Linked DNA regions of Sus scrofa: region 1 is linked to region 2. A link is a contact called in public HiChIP or PLAC-seq data. All regions are on one chromosome and are shown on one strand. Each heading gives the region's core, a stretch centred on a gene start, on an enhancer-like site or on the middle of the called end of the contact. The rest is flanking DNA. Distances are from core to core; before and after follow the strand shown. Region 1 overlaps LOC102164818 (a long non-coding RNA gene). Region 2 overlaps LOC102164818 (a long non-coding RNA gene).

Evidence for each region. HiChIP or PLAC-seq counts read pairs in DNA pulled down with a chosen protein or histone mark.
Region 1: an H3K27ac HiChIP or PLAC-seq map of skeletal muscle shows a contact between it and region 2. The contact joins two enhancer-like sites. A contact is called at or near these places in 1 of 5 promoter capture datasets (fetal liver), 4 of 47 Hi-C or Micro-C datasets (fetal heart ventricle, fetal liver and skeletal muscle) and 2 of 2 datasets of contacts at active chromatin or transcription factors (alveolar macrophages and skeletal muscle).

Annotation. Positions count from the first base shown.
Region 1 is chr16:50,609,472-50,616,309 of Sscrofa11.1, forward strand. All of the region lies in intron 4 of LOC102164818 (a long non-coding RNA gene), which reads right to left. Among named protein-coding and RNA genes, the nearest start is that of CPEB4, 110 kb to the left of the region's middle. Within about 2 kb of position 4,635, at least 10 of the 83 cell types and tissues checked have an H3K27ac peak or open chromatin away from gene starts, as enhancers often do. A contact at or near this core is called in skeletal muscle, where this site is marked.
Region 2 is chr16:50,520,344-50,527,217 of Sscrofa11.1, forward strand. The region is part of intron 9 of LOC102164818 (a long non-coding RNA gene); the gene reads right to left. Among named protein-coding and RNA genes, the nearest start is that of CPEB4, 25 kb to the left of the region's middle. Within about 2 kb of position 5,573, at least 8 of the 83 cell types and tissues checked have an H3K27ac peak or open chromatin away from gene starts, as enhancers often do. A contact at or near this core is called in skeletal muscle, where this site is marked.

The DNA of each region.
Region 1 (6,838 bases), core at 3,385-5,884, 88 kb after region 2:
CTACTGAAATGCTGCTGGACGCACCACACTTGGTCCACACTGGGATGACTGACAAACGTCGTCTCAAGAGCCAATGCCAATACACTGGTGGAACCAGGAAGATGTACTGTTTCCTGGAAAACTGGTCTATTTCACCAAAATGTTGAAATTGAGGATGCAGCACACTCTGCTAGCAAGAGGGATGGGCACAAAGACCAGAAGTCCAGAGGATGGTGGAGCAGAAGGAAAGCAAGCATCTGGGTCCCTGCTGGGAGGGCAGAGCCCCTGAAAGCAGCGCTGGGACTCTCTCCTCTGATGAATCCTAATGTCTGTGTTTATTTGGGCCACAGCTGCATTTTAGTCATCTGCTGCTGAAAAATCCTAGTTAACCACAGTCCATGGTAACCATTAGAAAGTACTGGATGTCTGAGGTTGCCTTTCTGACATATTTACTTATTTATTGTCCTTTCAGGGCCTCACCTGTGGTGTATGAAAGTTTCTGGGCTGGGGTCCAATCGGAGCCACAGCCGCCGGCCTACGCCACAGGCACAGCAACGTGGGATCCGAGCTGCCTCTGCGACCTACACCACAGCTCACGGCAACACTGGATCCTTAACCCACTGAGCGAGGCCAGGGATTGAACCTGCGTCCTCATGGATGCTAATTGGGTTCGTTACATCTGAGCCACAGCAGGAACTCCCTCTTTGAGATGCTTCTGACGTGGGCTTTTTTCTTCTTCAGGGCCTTCTGCTGAGGGTCAGAACTAGAGACTGAGCGTTTCCTTACCCAAAGAATCCTGATTCCAAACTGGTCTGCACACTAAATTAAGTCTCTTTTTCTCACCAACCTTTTTTGGGGGGGTTGCCATCTTGCTGGCTCGGTAAATGGCACCATCAGAGGTGTGGACTCGTCCCAAACACTTGGCTCTCCATGTCCCCACATCTCTTCAATGACAAATTCTGGGTGGCCTTCTAGTCTCCGGGGATTTTGTCCCCTGCTCGCCATCTCTATCTGCCCACTGCACCCTTGTCTTGCCTTGTCCTGGGAGCTGTGCCAGGCTCCTCTCTGGTACCCTCGTCCCAGCCCATCCTCCACCCTGGCTCAGAGAATGTTCTAAAGCACAGAGCCGGCCCCTTCACCGCATACTTAGAAATCCTCCCATGGATCGACATTTCCCGAAGATAAAATCCCAATGTCTAGCCCTGACATCCAAGACCTTTTGTTACCAGATCCCTGCTCACTCCTCCGACCTTATCTACAGCTGCTCCCCAAGGCACAACCTGCGTTCCCTCCAAACAGGCGGCAGCCACTCGGAGGCCGTCTCCGTTCCTCCCCACCCTTCACCAGGCTCTTCTCTTGGCTGAATGGCCCCTTCCTTGTTTATCTAACTCCTCTCATGCTTCAGCTCAGCTCTGGTCTTCCAGGCCCACCCCCTCCGTCTGGTCGGCCCAGATGGGGCGCCTCCTCTGGGCCTCCACACCCTCTGGCGTCACTTATCACTCGGCGTCAGGAGTCTTTTTTGGCTTTTGGGTTTCCAAGACGGGATTCTTGGGAGATTGGAAAGAACTCAGGGCTTAAAAACATTTGAAGGAAGACACAAGGAGAGAAAGGTGCTCCCCGCCCCTCTGCTGGCCAGAAAAATGTCCCCTGGGCTGTACAGAAAAGGACTGGGAGGGGGAGGAATGAGAAAGTCTCTGCTCCAGCTAATAAGGACTGTGAGCTCTGCTTCCAGGGCCAGATGTGGGGACAAAGGCAGTTGCCCCAGAGGGACAACCTGTAGGATCTCCAAGCAGAAGGGAAGGGGGACCCCCAGGGAGGAAGGAAGGCCCCAAAGAGCCAAAGTATCCACGTGGCATGTAGGCAATAGGGAACTTAGACATCTCACAGAGTTTCCCACAATCCTGTGAGACATAAGAAGTAATACAATGATTCCTGTGAGCCCCAGAATGTCACAGAGGTCACAGAGTCACCTGATCTGAGACAGGTTGAAGCTAAGAATAAGGGACAGTTCCACAGGACCTGAGTTTACCAATGGCTCTGAATGATAAGTGCCACTGAAGGTGACATCAGTGACCAGTGGCCTTCCTTCCTTCACCTTTGCACACCAAGCAGAGATGCAACGGCTAGGAATGGAGGGGGTGGATGGACTGTGATTCATCTGTGACCCACTCCAGCCAAATGGCAACTCAAAATTAGAAACTGAACTTAATAGATATAAAAAAGAAATTTATATTTTATATGTATCCCGCACGTGAGTTCATACTCATCACAAGTGAATGAATGAACAAATACAGTTCATAAAAGCATCTTGGCCAAAGGGATCCATCTCTCAGCTGAAATAGGGATTCATCTCTTCCCCGTTTTGACTTCTGGGGCAGCCCAGTATGAGACGTCAAGAATCTGTAAGCTCCATTCAAAGTCTCTCTGTTTGAGGATTACAGCTACTGCTAAAGGGTCCCATTGCAGCAAACCATAAAAGAGGGAGAACCGGATCCAGGCCTCTGTTTGAAGGTGACCCAGGGCTGAGTGATGTTCCAGGAACCCCTCCTTCCAGGGACTCAGGAGAAGGGTGGTCAGGAAAGGTTTTCTTGCAAAAAAAAAAAAAAAAAAGAGGCTGGAGAGGAATTCTGAAAATGAGTATAACTAGATAGGGAGGGAGAGCTACCTACCAAGCAGACAGAATCGCACATACAAAGGCCCTGTGGTAGGAAGGAGCTGGGCTTATTCATGGAAGCCCAGCTCCTGGATCAGGAACCCTGAGAGTGAAGGTGAGCGATGCAGTACGGCCTTGATTGGTGCTTCTAAAATGTTCCCTCTCCCCTCTTTAGTTTGGGCTGGAGCTAGTGACTTGTTTCTAATCAATAGATTAAGATAGCAATGGGCTGCCACTTCCAAGATTCGGTTCTAAAAGACTCCCCTCTTGTTTTCTTGCTTGCTTGTTCCGATGAAGCAAGCTGCCACACTGTAAGCTACCCTATGGAGAAGCCCTAGGGACAAGAAACTGAGGATGCCTCTTGCCAACAGCAAGCGAGGAGCTAAATCCTACCAACAAGCGCGTGAGTGATCTCGGAAGCAGAGTCACCCTGAGTTGAGCCTTGAGATGACTGCAGCCTCAGTGGATAACTTGGGTTGCAGCCTTGTGAGAAGCCCTGAGCCAGAGGACCCAGCTTAGTCACACCCAGATTCCTGGCCCACAGAAACTGTGAGGAAATAAACTCATGTTGTTTCCTAAGTCACTAAGCTTGGGGGTCATTTGTTACACAGTGATGGATGACTAATGCAGCTGATAAGGTACACAGGTGTGAGATAATGCAAAGTATTCAGCAGTTCGTCTTAGGATTTCAGTAAATTCTCTGCTTGGAACCCATGTGTAATTCACCTGAGCTTCTGACTCTGAACTTTTCTGATTCATAAAATCTACATATCGTATGAAGTTGGATGTAAGATAATGTTAGCTTCTCTAACATGGAAGTGGTAGGGACAATGAGAGGTTGGAAGGGACAGGAATTAACCTTTGCTGACAACCTATGGAGGTTCAGGTTCTCAAGATGCTTTTGGTTCTTGGGAAAATATTCCCAGTGTTGGCCCAGGCAACTCTTTCTAGTGAAACTGAAGAGGCTCAGCATTGACTCTGGCAGGGACAACATTCTCCCATTTCTTCTAACTAACAGAACCCCTGTATTATTGGGGGTGTCCACTCATCTGGTACATTTCCTAGCTCCCTCACTGTAGGGCAGCCAATAAGCTATAAGCAGAAATCACTGGATGGAATTTCTGGTAGTTTTTATTTGTCTGTTGGTTTTGTTTGTTTTAATATTGACTCATTTGAGAAGTGCACAATCTTGTACTTCTCTTTCTCCTTGCTGGCACCTGGAATGTGGGTATGATGGCTGGATCTGTGGCAGCATTTATGACCATGCAATGCACCTTGATGATGGAAGCCACACTTTAAGGACAGCAGAACAAAAAGATGGAAAAAGCCTTGGCCAGAGAGTCAGTCCTTGACTGTTTGCGGTTTCATATGAGAGAAAAGTAAATCTTTATCTTGTTTAGGCCACTTTTATCCAGGTTTTCTGTTATGGGTAGCTGACAAACCAGTCAGTCCTAAATGATACGCTTGCATCCTAAGTAAGGTATTTAAGGAATTTGGGGATTTCTCTTTTAAATTGCCAGGACTCCAGACTCTCAGAGAAAATTTTACCTTATGCCCCTCTTGGCTAAAAAGTTACTAGTATGCTGACAAAAATTTCCTGAGCTTTACCCCATGCACTGAACTCTAGCCATTACGGGTAGCTGCCTCACAGTGTATTTGTGAGACGGGATCATCATCCCATTTTACAGATGAGGAAGTGGAAACTCAGATTCCATCACCATCCAGGGAACATGGCTAGAATTTGAACTCAGATCTGTCTGAACCCACAGCTCGTATTTTTTTTTTTCTATTGCTTTCCCATTGTCTCCCAGCTCTAGAACGCTGAGTCCTCATTCAGGCAGAAGGTGGGGCCGGTCAAACCACCCTGAGGTCCCTGGATCAGAGGGTGCAGCCCTCACCCACGTCTTCCATCTGCAGCTACCGGCTGAGGTCTTCTCCAGTGCAAGGTTACTAAAGCGGATGGCCCAGCTGGTCCTCTCCCCAGCTCACTGCCATCCTGTTTACTGGCCATCTGGCCCTCATCTCTGTGATTCTCTGACTGTCCCTCCTCAAGGACCCTCTTAAAGGGACAGAGCCTCTCTGGTTTCAGTAAACGACCTCCATTCCTAAACCTAGATGCTCAACCTTGACCAGAGCAAGCCTGACAAAGAAAAGGCCAAAACAGTAGGGATTTCTGGGAGCAACACAAGTCTATTTCTAAGCTCAGATTACAGCATCCGAAAGGACGACTCGTTCCAGGCAAACACGCTCCCACCCCCTGGCAGGAATGTGATCAGAGCAGCCTGACTCCTCGGCAGGTTCTGAATGTTCTCCGCTGAAACTTGCTTTATCCTGGTTGAAACTCCTGTCTGTCCCAGGAGAGACTGGAAATATACTCTTTCTAGGAGCTGCTGGAAAATTAACCCACATTAGCAGAGACCTAGGTGAGGCTGAATTGGGGACAGGAAGGTCCGCTTGAAAGAAAAAAAAAATGTTCTTTGTAACCAGGACAAGGCTAAATAAACCCTCTCTCCATTGGTCCAAATCTATGCCAGCCTCCCACTGGCATCCGTGGGTGTGCTGAGAACAAGCTATGGATTTCTACAGAGACTGTCACCATAGCACTAGGGGCCTTATTCTGCTATTTCAAGAGGGAAAATAATCGAAAGGTCAAAGGAAGAAAATCTACCATCGAGCTTTTCAAACTGCAAATATTTATTAACACTTTAGCAAGCGCCTGGCACTACATTAGATGGCGGCCACAGCAAGATGGGCAGGGAGAGATGAGCCATCTTGCAACCCCCATGAGTCAAGCACAAGGCTGGGCACTGTTTCTCTCTCTACAGTCTTGAAAGGGCAAAGAATAATCCCCATTTTGTCAACTGGGGAAAAAATGAAGGGCATCCAGGAGCTAGAATCAGGAATGTGATACTGGACCAGACTGAATCCCGGTAGAGGGGGGATTCTTTTTTCTTTCTTTCTTTCTTTTTTTTTTTAGGGCCCCACCTGTGGCATGTGGAAGTTTCCAGACTAGGGGTTGATTTAGAGCTGCAGCTGCCAGCCTACGCCAGAGCCACAGCAACGCTGGATCCGAGCTGCATCTGAGACCTATGCCACAGCTCACGGCAACGCTGGATCCTTAACCCACTGAGCAAGGCCAGGGATTGAACCCACATCTTCATGGACCCTATGTGGGATTCTTAACCTGCTGAGCCACAATGGGAACTCTGGGGCGGAGGGGGTGGTTCTGAATATAAAATACTCCTTGGTCTGTTCACTGAGACACGGGGTGTTAGGGAGCCGAGAGGGGTGTGGAGGCAGCGGGGAGGATCTCAGAGAGAATCTGGCACCTGCTGTTGGCCTGAGGGACAAGGAAAGGCAGTAGTGTTGCCAGCCCAGTGGGAACGGCAGGGGAAAGAGGGGCCCCGGGCTTGGGGCAGGTGGGAGCAGGGCAGAGAGTGGGTGGGAGGGGGTGGCAGTGGAGAGTCAGCAGCACAGGGACATCTGCTGACCGCACCTGAGCCACGGTCTCCCCCCTGGGTGCTGCCAAGCTCCATCCAAGCAACTGAGGATGGAAGGGGATGCTTCCCTGTAGGAACTGGCGGCTACTGCACTAATTCTGGTTAACAACCACCAAACCCAGTGGCTTACACTAACAAGCATTTTTTTTTTTCCTTCATGCTCACAAATTGGAGGACAAATTGTGCCTCTGCTGGGGTCGCCTGGGCTTGGCTCCAGGCTCCAGGTTGAGTTGGGTCTGGGCCACGTGCTCCTCATCCTGCGTGGACCAGGAGACATGATTTTCTCATCTTGGATGACAGGCGCACAGAAGCCCAAACCACACAAGCACAGAGAGACCCTCTGCTTCCCTCGTGTCCACGCACATCCCACTGGTCAGTCTTGGCCAAGTCCAACAACAGTGCCATGGGGGGGGCAGGGGCTAAACTCTAGCAGCTCTACTGGGAACAAATGAAGAACCACGGGGTGACAGGTACAATGTATAATCCTGCTCTATGGGAGTGAAGAACTAGAAGCAATACTTTTACTTTATTTTACTTTTTATGGCTTCACCCACAGCACAGGGAAGTTTCTATGCCAGGGATCGAATCCGAGCCACAGCCGAGACCCATGCCACAACTGTGGCAATGCCCCATCCCCTAAGCCAATGCATCGGGTCAGGGACCAAATCTGCGCCTCCTCAGCGACCCAAGCAGCTTCAGTCAGATA
Region 2 (6,874 bases), core at 4,323-6,822:
ATCTCGCGTTGCTGTGGCTATGGTGTAGGCCGGTGGCTACAGCTCCGATTAGACCCCTAGCTTGGGAACCTCCATATGCTGCGGGCGTGGCCCTGAAAAGACAAAAGACAAAAGACCAAAAAAAAAAAAAGAATGGTTTCCATGTTGCATCATTGGATGTTGAAATTGGGATAATGTATGAAAGGTGCTTGGCACAGTCCCTGGCAAGCATGGTGATAACCCAACACACGGCAGCCATTATTAATAATTTGTTACACCCCTTTTCAAACTGTGTCCCCAGCCTAATCCCCATGGCCATAGAAACAGTGTGCTAGAACCAGGCTTTGGAATCAGACAGATCTGCAGAATTCTGTGCCCACACAGCCCTCTGGGGTGGTGGTGAGGATGAAATAAGTGCGTAATCATAATAAGCATGTATAAGTGCTTTACACAGCTAACTCATTTAATCCTCACAAGTTTAAGAAGTAGCTACCGTTACTGTATACAATGTACACATGAGGAGATTGCTGTAAACAGAAGCCTTAAGTAACTGGTTCAAGGTCAAAACTGGCAAATGAATAAGGCAGGGAGGGTGCAGAGTAAGCTTGTCTAGCCACTCTGGTCAATCCCACCCTCTATCATAGGAGTTAAAAAATGCGAATTATATTGCTGTACAGTTGCAGACGCAGTAAAACGACAAGGTGCCAGAATGGATGTTTGAGACAATATCTGTGTGAATCTGTGAATCGTTAGGGAATAAAGTCAAGCCAGTGATATGACCAAATAAAGTTAAGAGTGCCTACTGTATACCAGGTGTTCTTCTGAGGGCTTGGCATAGTAATTGCACATTAATTCTGAGAACCATCATGCGTGGTTCATGGTGAATTCTGTCCACATGCATGTTTGAGGTTCCCAGTCTCAGATTGGGCTTGAAAACCACTTTTCCTTAGAGCTGGGAAGAAAAGTGACTGTGGCTGGGCCAAACCAAAGAGCAAACAGGATGTGCAAAGATTCGGAAGGGCAACTTCGTCATGGCCAAGTTTCCAGCCTTCTTTTCCACTGGTCCAGAAAAATATATGCGCAGAGCAAGGCGATCTCCAGGCTGAGAACCTGGAGGTGTCAGTCAGGGGCTGGCAGGAAACAGATGGCATGCTCAAATTAGGCAATTGGAGGAGAGGTTAATAAAGGAGCTATTTACAAAGGTGTGGGGGGAACTACAAAGATAGCGCAGTTCCCCCAGGCTGGTAGCTGAATGCTGTCACCTCCCCAGGCCTGAAGGCAGAGAGGACAAAGTGGTGAACTGAACCCTGAGACAGAGTACTGAGGGGGAGATTTCCAGCTGCCAAAGGAGCTGTGGCCTTTGCTAGAGGGGCTCAGCCAACCCACAAAGCTCAGCGAGGTGGAGACAGGGGAATAAGCCTCACTTTCCTCTCCCTTTCCTGCCTCCTGTTCAGCATCCCCATTGTTTGAGCCCAACCAGGAACTAGAGGGTAAGGGGCTTCATTGATTCCATCCAAGATCAGCCTCCCTGGACACAGAGAAGGGTCAAGGGGGATGGAGTGAGGGTCTGGATAGGCGCAGGGAAGATTTCTGGAACACTGGTTCTCAGCTGGAACCACAGAGAGGCGGTCGCCCCCCTAGAACTGGAGATTCAGAAGCAAAGAGAAGTTTAGGATCTTAGTGATGGTGGCCTGGTCCTGGGATTGTGGCTTTGGGTGGCTGGTACACGGCTAGACTCAGGAGGGCCAAACTGGGCACCTGACATCAGCTTCAGTCGCTCCACACTTTGGATGGAGTCTCTTAAGCAACTCAAATTAAGTTGACTATTGAATCCCATTTTTTCTCTGTGGCTTTATGCTCTTAAAAGCCAGAAACAGTCACAGAGGACTTTGTAAGCTTATAGTCTCTGACTATAAACCCACTCATGTCCTTCAAACCTGGCATAAATTTCACTTCTGTGCTGTCTCTCCTGATGTTTGTATGCGTGTGTCCTACTGTTTAAAATACAGACCCCACAATGGCATGTTTTATTCATCTCCGTATGCCCAGTACCTGACATGAGACTGACATACTATGGGATTCCCCCCAAAATTCGTTAAATCTTTATGTCCCTGGAGTCCTCAGCAGACTCCAATTTAACTGGCATTTATTAAGCCCCTACCACTTTCTAAGTGCTGCAGCAGGTCATTTTCCTATCAGTTCTCTAATTTAAAAGTCCCGACAGCCCCAGTTATTATCCCTGCTTTTTTATTTATTTATTTATTTATTTATTTATTTATTTACAAGTGAGGAAACTGAGGCTCAGGGAGATGAAAGAGGCAGCACCTGGATTTGAGCAGAGTTCTACTTCCCTGGCTTAATGCTCTTTCCTTTCCTGCTCAGAAGGTGTCCCTTGATTGGTCATTGAACAGTAACTCATGCATATGCATGAGCTGACTGCATGAATGAGCTCAGCGGAGCCTCTCTGTGTGTATGTGCTTTGTGAAGCTCTGAACATCACTGATGGTGCTGGCCTGTTCAGGGTACTCATCCCAGTTTGAGGGCTGCTACCAACTAAAGCACCCATGGATATCCTTCCCAACCCCCAGCCCCACCCCCACCCCCTTGTAATAGGACCATGAGACTGGGCTGGACAGACGATGCCTCCGAAAGCAACTCTAAATTGGATGCAGGAGCCTGGCTCTCTCATAATTGGCCTGATCCCATTGATTCAAAGCACACCAATTTCTGACAGTTTCCTCTGAGTACTGGAAACATGAAATTGTCAAGCGCCTACCCTTTAGTTGTTCTGCGAAGGGAGCTCACAAAATTCGAAATGGACAGTTAAAGGCACCTGTCTCAGAAGAGCCCCCAAAACACCCCCACTCACCAAAAAAAAAAAAAAAAAAAAACAGAACAAAAGTTAAAAAGCTGGTCCTTGTGATGCCTATTCCATATGCCCTGAACTTGCACATAGTTCTCTCAATCCTCAAAGCAGTCCTGATTATAGAAAAAAAAAAAAAATTACTGTTCGCTATATTTTATAGGTGATGGGCCTGAGGTTTTTCGGGTCGAGGGATGCGTGTCCAAAGTCACACAGGTAGGAAGTGGCAGAGTGGGGACTTAGGGCAGATCTGAATCTCTGGCTCTTGCCCGTGGATGAGATCAGCCCAATGGAGCTTTCTGCTGCTTCTAAACCTGCTGGCCTCAATTACAGGTAGTACTGCCGTGATTCCTGCTCATTACCTTCTGCCCTATTTTACTGAGGATTCAGGGCAGATTTGAATCTGCCCTAGAAAAACATCTGCCTGACCCCTCAGAGAGAGAGAAAGAGAGAGAGAGAGGGAGGAATGTGTTTCTAGGCTGTTCTATAGAACCTAAGGCATTTCCATGACAATGCCTTTAAGTGCCTTTTCCTGCACCCTTCTCACAGTCTGCCCTGTTGATTTCTGCCCTATCTCTCCTTCTAGGCAGAGTGCTCTTCAAGGGCAGCCCCTGCCCCTGCTCCTTCTATCTCCTCTCTCTCCCAAAGTCTCAGGGTCCATCAACATTCACTGAGCACTGGTTGCACACCTCGTTCCAAGTCAGATCCTTTCACAGCCGCGACCAGCTTTTCTGTTTGTGGCAACCCATGTGGAATGGATTGTATGATGAACCCATTTTACAGATGAGGATATTGAGGCTGGGAGCGGGGAAAGAACTTGCCCAACGCCACAGACTTAGTCAAGGGCAGGTTTGGGAGTTTAGCAGGGCTATGGGGCCCCACTATGGGTGATCTTTTTGCAATACCGAAGCTGCAGCTGCTGGGCACGTCCTCTGTAAAGGTCATTGGTTGAACAACAAAGGAAAGAGGCAAGAGAAGAAGAGGAGGGATACTGAAAACAGTTGAAGACAGCAAAATAAAGAGAAACAGTAGAATATTTATTTATTTGCTTTTGGGGGCCACACCCACAGCATTTAGAGGTTCCCAAGCTAGGGGTCAAATTGGAGCTACAGCTGCCAGCCTACAGCAAAGCCACAGCAACGCCAGATCTGAGCCACGTCTGCGACCTACACCACAGCTCATGGCAACGCTGGATCCTTAACCCACTGAGCAAGGCCAGGGATTGAACCTGAAACCTCATGGTTCCTAGTCGGATTCATTTCCACTGCACCACAACAGGAACTCCACAATAGAACATTTGGAAGCAGTAAAGTTGATGGAAGGTTAGAGAAATGGGTCTAGGGTTTAGCTTCCTTTCTTCTGAGGCCATGAAAAGATAGGCACACCCTCAAGATCAGAGAAAGGAAAACATGGAAGCAACAGGAATTCGAGCTGGAGTTTCACTGAGCTTCCTCTGTGGGGATGGACACACTCAGAAGGTCCACTCCACTGGATGTGCTTCATAGCTCTGAATCCAAACAAGAAGATTCTTTTCAAGGAATTCGAGCTATTTATAGATAGAATATACATATATGTAGCCATGCAGTGAAGTTAGAGGTCTCTGCCCTTGGACTTAAATGACCAAGGGTCAAATTCCAGGTCTGTCCTTTCCTAGCTGTCTAGCCCGTGATAAAACCTCTTACGTCTCACAACCTCAGTTTCTCTTCTGTAAAACAGGCTTGACAAGGAGTTCCCACTGTGGCACGGAGGGTTAAGAATCCGGCATAGATTGCACCTGTGGCTCGGATTCCATCCCTGGCCTGGGGACTTTCATACTGTGGGTGTGGCCAAAACAATTTTTTTTTTTAAAAGGCACTACAAGATTCCCAATTTCATAGGGGGCTAGTAAATCAAATGAGGCAAAGTAGTGAATATAAGCCCCAAATGGAAGCTTAGTTAAAAGTTTTCCACATTGTTCTACCTAATGGATTCATTTTAAATGAAGAAAGACAGAGTAGCCCCCTCTGATATGAGTTCCAGCTCCCCACTTGGGTTGGCACATGGAGATAGTTCAGAGCAACAGAGGTTTCCAGAGACTCTGGAGCCAGACTGTTGGGGTCTAAACCTGGCTTTGCCCTTTGCAAGCCGGGTGACCTTACTTAACCTCCGTTTGCCTCAGTTTTTTTTACCTGTAAAATGGGAGTAACGAGAGCACTTCCTTCTTAGAGTCCTTAAGAAGCATGGGGCTCCTGGGAACCCTGCCTGGCACATAGCCAGTGTTCAGAAAATGTCAGTTATTACAGTATTGTCATTATTATTATAACGTGCTGAGTGCTTTTCTTATGGCTGCATTTCAACTGTTTCACTGCCCCCGCCCCTGCTTCCCCCATAATCCAGCTGTGGGGCTGAAGGACCAGGTTCTGCAGGGCAGAAAGGCACTACTTAAGCGAGGAGAGAGCCTCGTCATCTTTCAGTGATGTCAGGAGGGCGCCTTATCAATAATTGAACAGTTTTTCCAGGAACCCAATCTAGAGAGTGCAGTGCCCTGGCTGCAGTAGGGCCAGGCTGGCTGAGGCTCCCAGAAGGCTCCAGGCACAGTGGGGACTGTTATCTGCTTGCTCCGTGGGCGGTGGGGTCTGGTTGCTGCTGCTGGAAGGACTCCTGCTGCGGGTGGGACTTGAGACTCAAGCCTCCCAGCAGGGCACTTGATCTTCCACCAGCCCCGCCCTCGCAGTCCTGTTCTAACAGCCCCAAAATAGAAGGTCTACTCTGCACCTGGCGTGCTTGAGCCCAGAGCCTGGAAGTCATTCTGAACACCTCCCCCTCCCTTGCGGCTCACTTTCAAGCCATCCGTGGGTCCTGATAATTTTGTTTTTAGGCGTGACCCAAATCTGCCCCCTTCTTCCATTTTTGTTACCATCACCCTAGTCCAGACATGCTGGGGCCCCCACAGCAGCATCTCACTGGCTTCCTTGATCCCCCGCCCCAACACCCTCAGCCCCCACTTCCCCCACCCCTGCCCGGGGCACACACACAGTAGCAGAGGCTAAGAGTGATTTTTCTAAAATGCAAATCATCTGGTCGTGTCACTTCCATGCCTAAAAGCTTCAGTGTCTCTGTGTTGCTCAGAGGAAACTATTCAGCCCCTCCCCTCCATGCGTCCTCAAGGCCTCTGGCTTCACCCCCAGCCCTTCTCGTCTTCATTCACGACCTTCCAGCTACACCACCCTTGTATCAATGCCTGTCACAGTGCCTTCACACCTCCAGGTCCTCCCCTGTCCTGTTCTCTCTTCCCTGTCTGCCTCCTACTTGTCATGCAGTTCTCAGATAACGTCACCTCCTCAGAGAAGCCCTCCCTGACCTCCAGCCTACGGCAATGACCCCTTTCACCCCTTCCTCCCTCCACTGCCCCTGCATATCTCCTCTGTGAGACTCCCGCCACCATGCCTGTGTCAACTTATCAGCTTCCTTATTTATTATTATTTTTTAATAGTTATTTCCCCAATACGATTTTTTCCCTACTGTACAGCATGGTGACCCAGTTACACATACATGTACACATTCTATTTTCGCACATTATCATGCTCCATCATAAGTGACCAGACATAGTTCCCGGTGCTACACAGAAGGATCTCCTTCCTCATCCATTCCAAAGGCAATAGTGTGTATCTATTAACTCCAAGCTCCCCGACCACCCTGCTCCCTCCCCCTCGGCAACCACAAGTCTATTCTGCAAGTCCATGAAGCAGCTTCCTTATTTAGTGTCTCTCTCCTCCACTGGAAGGTGAGCCCAAGAAACACAGATCCTGTCTGTCTTGCTCACAGCTGCATCCTCAGGACCTCCAGTAGCTCCTGATGCCTGGCAGGTGGGCAGCAAATATTTATTACACAAATGCATGGAAACTAGGAGGTTGGGTAGTGTTGTGGGGCGAGTGCTGATCTCGGAGTCTAGAGCTCTGAGTTTGAGTCCCAGCTCTGGGACCCGCTCCCTGTGTGTGATTAAGCCCGTCTTTGTGCCTCTCTGAAGCTATAGTAAAGTCAGGAGACCTGGTG